2 separate regions of the Zea mays genome follow, and region 1 is linked to region 2. Evidence: chromatin contacts called from public Hi-C data. All regions are on one chromosome and are shown on one strand. Each heading gives the region's core, a stretch centred on a gene start, on an enhancer-like site or on the middle of the called end of the contact. The rest is flanking DNA. Distances are from core to core; before and after follow the strand shown. Region 1 has its middle 15 kb from the start of LOC109940641. Region 2 holds the start of LOC100286027.

Region 1 (2,700 bases), core at 53-2,552, 79 kb after region 2:
TACCTCAGTCTGTAGAGCCATGGTGTAGCCTCCATCTTGGCATCAACACCGAGCACCAGTATTATTTGTTTGTGTTAAATAAAATTCAAATAGAATAGTAGAAATATATATTTAAATCTAAAAAAATAGTTAATGAAGGTGGGCATAGTAAACAGGGTCGTCTCAGTTAATACTTCAACGGAGTCAGATAGATGCCTAAACGTTGTCGTCAAGGCAGACGAGCATGCTATGTCTTGCCTCTGTTAAGTGTTAACGGGTCTGAACGTAGAAGGTGAGCATAAGGCGATCGTCTGTGTTAATATACTTAATAAAAAACGGATAGGCCGGGCATCCACCTCTATATAAAAACGAATCACACTCTTAGTCGGATGCACACGTTCTGCCATTAAGCCGAAATGATCACTGAGATAATGTAGGCAGCAGTGATTGCATATATAGCGGTGCATAGTGTTTTAATTAATTTATAGTTTGTACCACCTGTACACATATATATATGCACACAATGCATTATTGTCTCGGCTGATTTAATTTGGTGAAATGTCATCGCTTTCTAATTTGGACAAACATAACATATTATTTTCGCGCGGGCCAATAATAGGCGTGTTCCGAACTGAACTGTAATGATTGGTGCAGTACGGTTGTGCGTGTCCAATAAAATCATCATCGCGACACCGCACGTACCGCGCGCGTAGTAGCCCTGATGACCTTCGTTTTCGTTCAGAAATGCAGCCGCACCGCACTGATCATTTCTGCCTCGAAAGAGACCGATGGTATGCCGGGTATCCCAAGATTGGCCAATTAATTACTCGTCCCTATAGGCCTCGACCCGTACCGCGATAGGCCCAGGGAGAAGCAAGGGTGGGTGCAGTGCAGGGCCACAAACAGTACAACACTCAGACCGACCCGGCGACCCCAATGGGACACGAAAAAACAGCATGCAAATGGACACGCAAAAAAGGCAGTCTTTGGTTTCAATGAAGACATGTATTAGACAAAATGCGTCGTATTCAATGCTTCTGGCACGCGACCGTACACGATGCATTGAGCAGAGAGGATATATACATTTTTAGCTGTCCTTGGCTGGAGCGTGCAAAATGCATTGCTTATATGTATCGTCTGTTAGAATTGTTTGTGTTGTGGCTACACTGGCACACGCGAACACGAGACGACTACGTATCTCTTTTTGAATGTGGTCGGTGTCACGAGGCAGTTGCTTCAGATTTGATCGAGTACGACGTCGACATACCGATCGTCGTCTACCCTATCTAGGCCGAATTGGTTTTGGGCCCAACAGGAAGGAAGGGCACGCTCTGAGCGGAGGCTACTGCTACTATCATAACTTTAAGGTCACGAGGGTCGTGTTTGGGCTCCGACTTCGCCTTGGCCCAATTAAATCACACGGTCCATTGGCCACGTATAACTTAAACAAAGGTTATATAGCCTTAAAAAACGTTTATACGTTTATAGTACAAAACAATGTCAATATTTATGACTTGAAATATGTATACTGTAAAAATATTAGTTGCGCTAACAAGTTGCTCTCCTTTATCTATACTACTTATTAACTTACTAGGTATGTGCCCGTGCGTTGCCACGAGAGTAAAAAATATTATAAAACATAGATATTACAATACCTGTGTATTGCAATGGTATATAAATTGTTCAACAAAATATTAGTGCACAATGATTACATGAAAGCAAACAACACAAATTACCATCGCCCTTACTATCTTACAAACTCCATGTGTGGCTCTCACTGCGTGTCTGGTGGTGGCGCCCCACACCATGGCACCGACACGAAGGAGTTGAGATCTGCAAATGTGGTTGCAGAAGGAATCAACAAATGGTGTCCATCGAGTTATTCGTTGCAGATAATTGTTAGCAGCTAAATAGCTAGGACCAAGCTTTTCTTGGCTTCTGCACCACGTTTTCATCTGTTCTTCTCTGATCTGAAAGCTGCATGAATTAGCCCTGCATTTCTATACAGGCTGTACAGTTCTGTTACTTCAGCTATATAGTTCACCTGGCAAATACGCATCACGAAGTCTCCATTCTTCGCAGCCATACCTTCATGAGTCTCGACACCGTCATGCCATGAAGCGGGCCCGTGGCTCAGGAGGGCGGTTCCTCAACACAAAGCAGCAGCTCCAGGAGCAGAACCAGCAGTACCAGGCGTCGAGTGGTTCAATGTGCTCAAAGACCATTGGCAACAACATAATCTCCCAAAGTGGCCCCATTTGCACGCCCTCTTCTGACGCTACAGGTGCTTCAGCAGCCAGCCAGGACCGCGGCTGCTTGCCCTCGGTTGGCTTCCGCCCCACAGCCAACTTCAGTGAGTAAGGTGGAGGCGGCTCGAAGCTGGTCGTGAACGGCATGCAGCAGCGTGTTTCCACCATAAGGTGAAGAGAAGTGGGCACGACACCATTCACAAGCACGCACTGCCTGTGGCAACTCATCCTTGGCTTTTGAAACTATGGATATGCAATGGACATGTAGCTTTGAGTTCCTCGGAATAACCAAACGTGAAGAATATGCAAAGTTCCTCAGAATCAACAATTATCTGCTAACAATCATGGTAAAAAAACATTAAGATTCCATTAGTAATACAGGAATTTAGCTGCTAACAATTATCTCTAGAGGGTCTAAACAAACGATAAATTCAACTATCAAAGCTCACATTCTCAACGTTATAATCAAATA
Region 2 (2,700 bases), core at 162-2,661:
GGAGGACGACGGCCGGCCGGCCGACCGGGTTAAGCTAGCTAGGCTGCAGGCGGCGTCCAGCGGAGACTCGCGGTGATGATGACGATGTGTAATGATGATGACGATGAGATCGCGGCCTCGCGGTGATGGTACAGTACAGGCGGCAAAACTGAAGATGCGATACCGAGCGCTGCCACTAATCAGCAATCAATGGAGGATCGGATGCGAGCGCGGGCCGCGGGGGAGGGGGGAGATTTGATTTTGTCGCGGTTAATGCTGCGAGGATGCCGCAGCGAGGCTGTTCGTAATCGTAACCACCAACCGCTGCGCGGCGCCAGGCCGGCAATTAAGAGGAAGACGGAGGAGGAGGGGTGGAACGGGACGACGTGTCACCGGCTCGCCGCGCTGTCGCCGTCGTCTCCCTCCGCCTGGTCGGCCCGATAAGGATCGATCCAATCTAATGCGGCGTACTGTACGTGCGAGAAGAAAGGAAAGGAAAAAAAAAACAGAAGCGGATATGGTTGAGATGGTGAGCGAGGGAGGGAGATCTTACGGGGCGCCGCCTGGACGGTAGCGCGGCTCCAGTGGGCCCATCGGTGCGGTGCTTGATGCGCCGCCGCCGCCGCCGCTCCTCTAGTGCCTTTCGTGAGAAGGAGGAGGACCGTCGGCCGGTGATGCTAGAGCCGCCTCCGCCGTTGCGCCGCTTCGCACACCTGAGGCAAACAAAATGAAAAAAAAAGAAGGGCGAAATGTCATGTAAAACATGCAGGCCAACGGAACCCCGCCGCCCTAGCGGCTTTTACCAAAGATACTGGCAGTATAACGAGAGAGAGAAAAAAAAAGATAGAGGGGATCGATGAGAGGGTTATTTCTACGAACAAAATACGAGGCAAGGAAGAGGCACAACGTGAGCGCAGGACGCGGGGCGAGGGCTGAGAGAAGCGCGCGTTCGTGCGTGCGTGGCACTGGCAGCCAGGCCAGCGTAGTAGTACGACAGAAGAGGAGGGAAAGGAAAAGCAAGGGAGGGGAGACGCCCAGCGTTGGAGTTGGAGACCCAACAGCATCCGCCAAAACATAAATAAATAAATAAAGTCTGGGAGTAACAAGTGGCAGGGGGAAAAAAAAAGGCGAGCGGGAACGAACGAGGATCAAGCGCACGCTGCGGCAGCGATGGAGCAGAGCAGAGCAGAGAGGAGACTAGGCAGCATCCAAACCAAATCGAAACCAGGAGACCAAGAACAAACAAACGGCGATCATATAGCCAGAAAGAAAGCGGAGGGGGCCGTGGTCGTGATGTAGTACCCCCGAACCGAAGGAAGCCTTGTGTGAGCCCACGAGGAGGAGGAGGAGGAAACCAGGCGCGGTTGCTGCTGCCTGGCTTGCTTGCTTCTCCCCTAGCACTCGATCTCTCTCTGCCCACTACTAGAAGGAGACGAAGAGGAAGATTAAGAAGAAGAACTCGGTGTGCGAGCTCGGGAGGGGACGAAGCTCTATATATGTGACTGGTGAGTACGCCGACGCGGGGGAGACGGAGGCGGGGGGTGCGCGGCAACGGTGATGAGGAGGGGGGCTGTTTCCGGCCGTCTCTGCCAATTATTAGGCGGGCGTACGGGTGTGGACTACGGGTCAAGGCCTAACTAATCTTCTACTGCGAGGCCGAGGCCGGGGAAGCTAGGGAAAATACATACATACACGCATGGCATGCGTTAGCGCTTCCGTTCCGTGAGAAAACTTGCCTCGCGGTAAAAAATAAAAATGTTCGGCATACATACACGCTATAGCTGATGGCATGCTTGTCGGTTTCGATTTTAGAATTGCTGGTTGACACGCGCCTGGCTCTGCTGGAATACGCTTTCAACCTGAATTAGCCTCGGGGCCTGTTTGATCGGTTGTTCCTCGGCTCTCTTCTTCTTCTTCTTCTTTTTCCTCCGGTTATGTGATCGGCTGGAGTAGTTTTTCGCCGTAGCCGCTGCAAGTGGGTGGCTGTACGTGGGCACCAGTTATTGCCGTAATGTCTTGCAAGACGACCACAGCAGCAGACGTGCACCAGACACCAGTGCGCCTTTTATTTTACCATCGTTGCATGGACTACGCGACAGAAATGCGCAGAGCAGAGAGCTCGGATGGAAGCAGATGCTCGATTTACTACAACGCAGCGACGAAGCAGGAAGGCCTCTCTCGCCCACGCCGCCTCATGAGAGATCGTCTAGAGAACAACATGGACGCGACGCAGGCCACGCACCCCCTCGCTGCCTGCCCTGCCCTGCCCGACCCTTTGGAGATTCCTGCCTGCCTGCCTGCGCTGAGCATGTGTCCCGAGCTGCGAAAGGCGCGACCGACGCGCGCGGCCATTACTGCGAGCGGAATCACTCCACGTCTCCACTCCCGCTGCTGCATGCAGCAAAGCAGCCTGGGAGACGACGGGAATCGCTCGCCCCATCCTCCTCCCTTCCGGAACCGTGCGGTCAGGAGACGGTGGAGGGAAAAAGGGCCGGGCGTCGTCATATGATCGATCCATCGATCAGTCACCAGGCGACTCCTCCCTTCCCTCTCTTCTCGTGCTCTCTGCCCTGCCGATCCTGCGTACGGCGTTCAGCGAGCGTTTCGCATCGAATTCTGCTGCTACAATCCAGTAAAAATTGGTATAGACTAAAGTCAAACGACATGTTTCTCTTCTCTCCCGTGTAGGCCGCCGTACTGCGACTGTTTGTGAGCGTGAGA

The links. Hi-C and Micro-C count contacts between places; a contact is called where the count stands out from the background.
Region 1: a contact with region 2 is called in a Hi-C map of ear, with 4 times the contacts expected there. The contact joins the enhancer-like site here to the promoter of LOC100286027 in region 2. A contact is called at or near these places in 10 of 25 Hi-C or Micro-C datasets (ear, endosperm, leaf and 2 more) and 2 of 3 datasets of contacts at active chromatin or transcription factors (leaf and seedling).

The regions. Positions count from the first base shown.
Region 1 is chr6:159,167,814-159,170,513 of Zm-B73-REFERENCE-NAM-5.0, forward strand. No RefSeq gene overlaps it. Among protein-coding and RNA genes, the nearest start is that of LOC109940641, 15 kb to the right of the region's middle. Within about 2 kb of position 1,303, at least 17 of the 20 cell types and tissues checked have an H3K27ac peak or open chromatin away from gene starts, as enhancers often do. A contact at or near this core is called in ear, endosperm, leaf and 2 more, where this site is marked.
Region 2 is chr6:159,088,893-159,091,592 of Zm-B73-REFERENCE-NAM-5.0, forward strand. It overlaps LOC100286027, which reads right to left and starts at 1,412. Exons shown (of 5, transcript NM_001372368.1): 1 at 1,282-1,412; 2 at 533-692. The coding sequence starts at 573.